Regions from separate parts of the Mus musculus genome. Here region 1 is linked to region 2. A link is a contact called in public HiChIP or PLAC-seq data. All regions are on one chromosome and are shown on one strand. Each heading gives the region's core, a stretch centred on a gene start, on an enhancer-like site or on the middle of the called end of the contact. The rest is flanking DNA. Distances are from core to core; before and after follow the strand shown. Region 1 holds the start of Plet1 (placenta expressed transcript 1). Region 2 holds the start of Tmprss5 (transmembrane protease, serine 5 (spinesin)).

Evidence for each region. HiChIP or PLAC-seq counts read pairs in DNA pulled down with a chosen protein or histone mark.
Region 1: an H3K27ac HiChIP or PLAC-seq map of embryonic stem cells shows a contact between it and region 2, with 6 times the contacts expected there. The contact joins the promoter of Plet1 here to the promoter of Tmprss5 in region 2. A contact is called at or near these places in 4 of 39 promoter capture datasets (the 3T3-L1 cell line, embryonic stem cells, frontonasal cranial neural crest and 1 more) and 2 of 115 datasets of contacts at active chromatin or transcription factors (both in embryonic stem cells).

Annotation. Positions count from the first base shown.
Region 1 is chr9:50,491,862-50,496,335 of GRCm38.p6, reverse strand. Plet1 (placenta expressed transcript 1) reads right to left here and starts at 1,811. Exons shown (of 4, transcript NM_029639.2): 1 at 1,590-1,811. The coding sequence starts at 1,773. All of the region lies in intron 2 of Plet1os (placenta expressed transcript 1, opposite strand), which reads left to right.
Region 2 is chr9:49,099,576-49,103,993 of GRCm38.p6, reverse strand. It overlaps Tmprss5 (transmembrane protease, serine 5 (spinesin)), which reads right to left and starts at 1,266. Exons shown (of 13, transcript NM_001359460.1): 1 at 1,171-1,266. The coding sequence starts at 1,173.

The sequences.
Region 1 (4,474 bases), core at 562-3,061, 1.4 Mb before region 2:
CTCCCCCCATTGTCTTGTGTTTTCTCCTTCTTGTCTCCCTCCTTTCAGAAAGGCTCCCACATCTTCATCTTATCTCTCCCTAGTAGACTTCTCTTTTTCTCATTTCAGCAGCAGGCCCTGTCTGTCTCCTGCTGTGCCATCTTACAATCAGGGGCCTGCGATCGCCCTGGCGGTAATGGATTCATACACACACTCACCTAGTGTTCATCTTGAATTACAGACTTATCTTCCCTGCTCTGATATGAAAAGGCCCACTTCCCAAGGGGATGGGACATAGTCCTGTTACAGCAGGAGCATTTGCTTAGTGACCGTCTCCAGGAAACAGGAGAGAGACAAGCAGCAGAGTGGGGAGGTCTGGTGTGGTGGCTCACCTTCCAGGCTGGGACTCTGCAGATCACGCGCACGCAGTCACCATAGTGACCTCTGCAAAGTTTGCTTAGACTAAGAGAGGAAGGGTGGCGTAGGAGCTAAGAAGGCTGGCTGGCTTTTGGCTAAGTTCCTTAGGTTCAAATATTAATTCTGTTGCGTTCTAGTGACCTTGGGTAAAAACTTTACTTCTGTATGCCTTCTTTCTCCCCTGGATAATGGAGGTTAATAATGGCATTTCCCCCTTAGATGTAAGTCATGTTAGCATTATAATGCAGATGTACATAGAGTGCCTCTGTTCCCACAGCACTCTATCTGGAGCAAGCAGGTGGCTGTGGGGGAGGTGGGGTGGGCAGGTGAGAGAGTAAAGGCACTTGCTATGGAAACCTGGTGAGTCTCAGACCCACATGCTCGTGGAAGGAGAGCAGCAACTCCACAACTCCTTCCGGCCTGCGCAAGAGTGAGGGGTCATGCGCATGACTGTGTGCACACACATGCACACACCATAAGGGTGTACACACTTATAATAATAAAAAAAATTTAAAAATCAACTGAAGTTGCTTTAAAAAAAAACCAAATAGATATATGAAGCTTGGTAGGAAAGCATATTTCTTGACTAACAGGTTTGACTAATTAGAAAGCGTGTTTTTAACTTGTAGGTTTGTTGAATCCCATAAGGGAAAGTTATGAAATACTTTCCAGATACTTCTAAGAAAAAAACCATTAGATTAAGATTGAACAACCAGGACTCAAAGATCTTCTACTCCTTGCTGGCAAGGGGTCTCCATCAAGTCAGGCAACACCTCTGCCTTTCAGGCCCCTCACATACAAGGCGGGCTACTGATATCTTCCTCTAGTTTAACTTGGCTTTTCCCATACACTAAGCTCAAGTTATCCTTCCTGGCGTCCCGCAGGGTACAGTCATTCTGTCAAGTGGCTGTAAAAGGACAGTAGACTGCAAGAATTCCCTCAAAAATAAACAATGTCCGCTTAACACAGCCTTATGTTGCCAGGGTGTGATCTGCCTGGGGCTCAGTTTACCCCACCTGCGATTCAGTTACGGACAGGAAACTAGAGAAAAAGTCCTCCGGGTCCACGCTGCCACCTATCAGTCACCACTCCCCACTTTCCATCCTGTCCACACACACATACGGACCGTAGGAAAGTCTGATTCAAGCTCCACCGAGAACAAAGGGGCAACAGAATGAGCGCCTTTGACATACCTGTATAGGTTACATCCCCACCAGAGACGTTAGCCATAGTGCTGATTTCCAAGATGTCGGAGGTGTAGATGTTATCAAGGACCACGCAGGACCCATTATCACTGGCAGAGAGGGAGGGGGATAAGTGCAGAGCCAGGCACAGGAACAGTCCCAGGTGTGGAAGCAAGGAGCGGAGCGACAGCATGGTCCCGGGCTGTTTGGGTTGCAGGGCCTGGCAGTAGTAAGACTAGGTGTGACAGGCTCCTGTTTATATGCTCTGGGGCTGGAGCTTCTGGGTGAGGTCATGCATGCAAATCACCCTCCCTCCCTCCCTCCTGAAAACATTGCCTTCTGGAATTTGGCTCAAGACATTACCTGGATGAATCACCCAGCCTCCACTTTTGTGACCAACGATCCTCTACCAATTCCAGTTTTGCTCAAGAAGAGTTCTGGCCAAATTATTTGACACGGACCCCCGTCTCAGCACCTGCTATCTGAAGAAGTGGGAAAGGCTGGTGAGGAGTGCTAAACACGCCCTAAATAAGTGGAAGTCCTAAATAAGTGGAAGTCCACAGTTGAGTAATTACCACGTAGGTGGTCTGCTTGGAAGGCGTGCTTTCCTCTGTCAGAAACTCAGGCTTGGGTGCCCTTTTTATCTCAGAACATTGCAGAGCTGTTTCTGATGTGACTCCAGTTTCCTCCTCATCTCATGACTAGCCTAGAGCTGGAAAGACTGGAAATTTATTTACCTATTTTTAAATTACATTTGTTGATTTTGTGTGTGGGTCAGGGAGATAGGAGGAGGTTGCAGAGGCCACTGTGTGTGTGTGTGTGTGTGTGTGTGCAGCAGGAGGTCAGAGAACAACTACTTTCAGGAGTCCTTTCTTTCCTTCCATTACATGGGGCCTTTAGGATTGAACTCAGGCTGTTAGGTATATTGGTAAATGTCTTCAGTCACAGCCTAGACACGTGCCTTACTTATTTATTCTTTAGACAGAGGGTCCAATGCACTCCATGCTTGCCTTGAGTTAGTTCTCTGTACATTCGTAGAACCTTGAATTCACACATACACACGCACACACGCACATATATATATATGTATAATTTAATTTTTGAGACAGGTTCTCACTATGTAGCCTTGGCTGGCCTGAAACTTGCCATGCAGCTCTGCTTCCCGAATGCTGGGATTAAAGGTGTGTACAACCACACTCAAGATGTATTTTATTTCTTTACTCCACGTTTGTGTGGGTGGGTGTGGCATCTGCATTGGAGAGCAGTTGCCCTGGAAGTCCAGAGGCACCAGATCTCCTAGAACTGGAGTTATCAGCATTTATGGATGGTTCTGAGAATGGTCCGCCTGTCCTCTACAAGGGCAGTTTAGCTCTTAACCACTGAGTCATAGCTGTGACCTTGAACTTCTGTTCCTCCAGCTTCAACATCCCAACGTTTGGGATTACAACGTGCACCATCACAACCAGTTGAAACCGGCACTGGTGACTGAATCCAGAACTTCCTAAAAGCTAGGCAGGTTTTACCGATGGAGACACATTTGCAGCACCTACAGTTTTATGTATTTATTTGGAAAGAAACATTTAGGTCCACATTGTTCCTGAAACTTCCCTCCATAGTACCAGAGCACAGGGAAATGATTTTTTAAAGTTGGGAAATAATTTTTTCATATCCCAACCTCTCCTAAAATGTTATAAATTACCCACTAAAGGAGATGAGGGAGAAGGAGGCTACTTTGTAAATAGAAAAGAAATAAAAATATTATTGAACCAAGGCAATAGCTTTTAAATTTTTAGTTAATTTGTGTATGCGCCCCCCCCCAGTGTGTGTATATGTGTGTGTGTATGTGTGTGTATGTGTGTTTATGTGTTTGTATATGTGTGTGCATGTGTGTGCATGTGTGTGTATGTGTGTGTAGATCAGAGGAGAACTCGTGGGAATTGGTTCTTTCCTTCCTCCATGTGGGTTCTGGGACTTGAACTCAGGTCATCAAGCTTGGTGGCAAATACCCTTTACCTGATGAAGCATTTATAGGACCTGAATCACAGTTATATTTTTAAGTGTCCCCTTAAGAGAAACATAGGGTCTTGGGTTGAGGAACTCTGGAAAATCTGTCTAACATTAGCAGTGGGAATATCCACAATAGTGGTCAAAATCTGCCTTTCAGAAACTTTTAGGGATTAACCAAAGGTTTTCAAATAATCTGGAAACATTAAAAAAAAAAAAAAAAAAGAGTGGCTGAGTGTCATTGGAAACGGTGACAGTAGCATCTTACTTAGCTTGTCTGGACCCACTCTCTAACCTCATCTCCATGGCGGCCACTGAAATTGACAAATCTACTACAGCAACTATGGAGACCAGAAGACTGTACCTAATGGAAAGATCAAGGAGAGAAGTCTCCTAAAATGGTCACGTAAGTCTCTGGGGGATGATCTGTGTGACCTTCCTGGAATCTGTTTGTAAAGTTGCTTTCTTAGAATTTACAATCAATCCTTTTGACTGGATTCTGAATTTTCTGTATGTTATTAATAGAGTGTTGGTCAAAGATAGTCAGTGGGAATTTTAAGCATTGTTACCAGACAGTGACTCCATGTGGGACCAAGAGATTGAATTTTTAAAAAACATATAAAAGAGTTTTGAATGCTGCAACAAGTCCCTGGGAAGCTAGGTTGTGTGCATACATGTGACTAGGGAAGCGCCGAGAAAATCCCTCTCACCTTTGACTCTGGTTGAGACAAGTGTCACAAACAGGAAGAGGAGGCTAAGGTTACAGTCATATAACAGCCTGGCTGGCCACAGAAGACATACCCCAAATACAGAGGGAGGGAAGCATACAGAGAAGCCTGGGGAGGATTCTCATTTAAAAGACTGAAGGGAATTTCTTCTGTCTGTTCACT
Region 2 (4,418 bases), core at 17-2,516:
GGGTCTGATGCCCTCTTTTGTCATGTAGGCATGCATGCAAATAGAGCACTCATACACACAAATAAATAAATCTTTAAAAAAGAAGGAAAGAAAGGAAGGGAGGGAGGGAAAAAGAAAAGGAGAGGGAAGGGAAGGGAAGGGAAGGGAAGGGAAGGGAAGGGAAGGGAAGGGAAGGAAAGGAAAGGAAAGGAAAGGAAAGGAAAGGAAAGGAAAGGAAAGGAAAGGAAAGGAAAGGAAAGGAAAGGAAAGGAAAGGAAAGGAAAGGAAAAGGTCCAGAAAACAGCTCCATAAAAAGATAGTTCCGTAAAGGGCTTCCATGAAATCATGAGAGCTTAAATTCTATCTGTAGAACCTATGTAAACCCAGGGCCTGGTAGCACTTGATATTAATTCTAGATCTCTGGGGCTTGATGGCCAGCTAGCCTAGCCAAACCAATAAGAAACCAATAAGAGATGCTGTCTCCAGAAAAAGAGAGAGAAAGAGAGAAAGAGAGAAAGAGAGAAAGAGAGAAAGAGAGAAAGAGGGAAAGAGAGAAAGAAAGAAAGAAAGAAAGAAAGAAAGAAAGAAAGAAAGAAAGAAAGAAAGAAAGAAAGAAAGAAAGGAAGGAAGGAAGGAAGGAAGGAAGGAAGGAAGGAAGGAAGGAAGGAAGGAAGGAACCAAGGAACCAAGGAACCAAGGAACCAAGGAACCAAGGAACCAAGGAACCAAAGAACCAAGGAAGGAAAGGAAGAGAAGAATCAAGATAGGTAGCACTTTCTACACACACACAGGCTTCCCTCTTGTCTTAATATCCAAGACATTAGACTTCAAGCCCAGCCTCTCACCTAATCACCTTGTCTCATGCACTGCCCCGCCTCAAAATACAACCTGCCCAAACTCATGCTATAGCCTGAAAACTCAGGCCTCCGATGGAAAGACATCTCTTTGCTATACTAAGTAGGAGTCCATTTTAATGCTTTGCTCAGTACAGCCATGTGTAAACTGCTTTATCAGCCCAGAGTAGCGATGGCAAGAGAAAGGCATCCTCTGGAGAAAACTTCATAGCTTCATAGCTCATGCTAGGATGCAATTCCTATCCCAGAGCTGCCAGAAGAGGCTCTTCTAACAACCTTGCATCCCACAGGGTAGAGGGTGAGCAGGACTGGAGGGATGGCAGGGGCGTCACCTTACCATATGAGTCAGCTGCACTGATATAAGGCAGTAAGTTCTGCTGGGCAGGGTGAGGCTCCTGTCCTCATGTCAGGATTGATTCAACAGCCCAGCCAGTGTGGTTGGAGGATGAAGTCTTCCTGGTTCACACATAGCCCCTCCCCTTGTCTCCCACCCCTACACACATAGACACGCACCAGAGAGACAATGAACTATGCTCAGGGCCCATGAATAGGCCCCCTTGTTGTAGAGGATCAGTGCAAGGGCTGGGCTGGGCCTGGCAGCCCCAGCCCCTGCTATCTGCTAACTGGAAGCTTGGAAACAGAAAATAGGGAGGTGGGGCAGGCTACTGTTGCTTAGCAACCAGGTCTCTTGTGCCAAAAAATGTGTCTCCTGTATATACTAGCACAGTTCCCCTTCTTGCTGACAGGGCTGCATTAAAGAGTGATAGATATTAGCATGTGTGGAAATGTCTCTGAGTTCTATGGAAGCTTCCCAGCAGTCTCAGGCTGTCACCATGTTAGAGCTGACAATGACCATGAGGTATCCATGGTGCACCTTTCTCCTGATTGCTAGGAAGTGAGGCCACCTCACCCAGTTCACCCCTGGGATCCAGTAGCCATTGGTGCGATCTTGTTTCAGTGTTCAAGATAATGCAGCCGATCCCGGGCTGGATCAGGACACACCTGGAGCCATGTCTCTTAAAAGGAGAAGCCAAGGGGCACCAGGGAAGCAGGCACTAGAGTGGGGTGCTCTCCTCCAGTCTGCCGTTCATGGATCCCTCTGATGCATCAATTCGATAGCACAGGCTTTAGAGTCAAATCTCTCCAGAATACAGTTCTCCCACTCAGCCTCCCTGTGAAAGGAGAGTCGTAATACTCACCTCACAGTGTTGAGGTTCAAACCAAATGAGATGCTGAATATAGAACTCTTTCTCTAGTATCACTCGCTTAGATTACTGATATTATGGTGGCCAGAGAACTGAAGGGAAGAGATGGTTCTTATGGTAGATGACCCAAGGTTAGGGACATCTACCCTAGAGCACCTTCCCCAGTCAACTAAAAGAAGGCCAAAAAGGAACGCTCAAGGAACAAATGAAGCTGGAGTTCAGAGAAAAGATAGCATAGTACATCTTACAAGGACTGCTGAAGCTGGTTGGTAGACTGGGAAAAGAAGAAATCACTGATATTCCTGAGCCTTTGCCGATGCATTGATTGACGCAATCATGAAGACAACATTCTCCCCAGGGTGATCTGAGCCTGTGTTCCATTTCCTTGAGCCAGCCAAGGCAGTAGAACTTAGCTGTGTTTATTACTCTTGCTTTTAACTTTACAGCAAGCTAAAGGCTATTTTGAGTGGCTCAAAACTTAGAATGAATATTCGAGAAAGAAGCTAGCTAACTGTATTCTTTTTAAGGTTTATGCCCACATACGTGTCTGTATAAGTAAATGCTATGTGTATGCAGGTGCTACACAGGCCAGAAGAGGGTGTCTGGTCCTTTGGAGCTGGAGTTACACGTGGTTGTGAGCCCCACAGTGTGGGGTGCTGGGAACTGAACTGAGGTCCTCTGCAAGCACAGGAAGCACTCTGAACTGCCAGCCCTACCTGTATTTTGCCTGTGTTTTCTTCTTAGGCTTTGCTAACGTGGGCACATAAAGGCGCCACTAATCGTATTAACTATCATCAGCTTCTCCTCTAGCTGCCCGGGTCCCAGCTGCTCTTCTGGTTCTCTTTTTTCCTGGCTTTTTTTTTTTTTTTTTTTTTTTGAGAAATGTAGTTTTAAATGACTTGTCGCTATTTACATAAAACCAGGCCAGTCCTGAGCACATAGCACTCCACTGCCTCTGCCTCCTGCCTCCTGCCTCCTGCCTCCTGCCTCCTGCCTCTGCCTCTGCCTCTGCCTCTCTGCCTCTGCCTCTGCCTCTGCCTCTGCCTCTGCCTCTGCCTCTGCCTCTGCCTCTGCCTCTGCCTCTGCCTCTGCCTCTGCCTCTGCCTCTGCCTCTGCCTCTGCCTCTGCCTCTGCCTCTGCCTCTGCCTCTGCCTCTGCCTCTGCCTCTGCCTCTGCCTCTGCCTCTGCCTCTGCCTCTGCCTCTGCCTCTGCCTCCTCTGCCTCTGCCTCTGCCTCTGCCTTTGCCCTTTCTCAGGGTTGGGATCAAAGGTGTGTGTCACCACATCTGGCTTGGCTCATTTTTAGCTGAGTAGAGACAAGCAGTTTGAGCATCATCTCCTAAAATATTGTCACTGAAAATTCTGAGTTGCTTGTTTGAGACTCTGCCTCCTCTCTCATCTCCCTAACCTCTTGCCTACCCCACCATTATTATTGTTGAACTTCACCCACACCAACCATAATCTTATCTCTCACTTCTTTTCCTCATCTACTTACTGAACCCATAAGCAATGGTGAAGACACAGAGATCCTACATGACTGACTTATAGACACAGAGGAGAGAACTGGTGGCCAGAGATGAGACTCCCTAGCTAGGCACTGAGGACTTCTAGAGCAGCACTCTTTAGCCTATGAAGTCACACCTACCGTGTGTCCTGAATGAGCCTGGGTATGGTGGTTAAGTAAGTTACAAGCTTACTTATCCGACCCATAGGCTCGGCTAGGAACCTATAAAAATAACTTATTTGTGAAAAGTGAAATTACAATGACATAGAAGCATAGGAGAGTGAGGGAAGAGTGGATTCGTCTGCCCAGAGAGCCCAGAGAGGATGAGACATTTGAGAGAGGGAGGGAAAAAGATGTGGCAACTACAGAAAAGGGTATTTCAAATAGTCCCAGGTGATGTCTGTGAAACTGAAAGAGAAAATTCTCTTCTTCACAAATGCAATGAGACAACCAGAAGAAAAAATAGTTAGAATCAAGTCTTGCAAAGTCCTGGAAATTACTCCGAGACTTGTAGCAATCTGGAAGGTATTATTCAAAAGATGCAATGCTCAGTGAGTGTTATGCATTTTAACTGGCTGGAATCCTGGGATCCCATCCCCCTCACCCCAGCTCTGCAGGATGAAGACCAATATCCCACAGGTGTGATGTACAGCCGCAAGAAGGGAGAACACAGACTTGTAGCCCTGAACAACTTTCTCAGCGAGCTATCACTTTTTTGACCTGCCTAGTGGGTCCCTGGCAAAGAGCATTTGCCACACTGTCTTCATCTGATCTAACTTGGAGCTTGACCTGTTTCAATCTTTTTTTTTTTTTAAACTTAAAGTCATGGGGGAGGGGCAGTTGTTAGAGCTTATGGATGTCTGAGGTAGTGGACAAC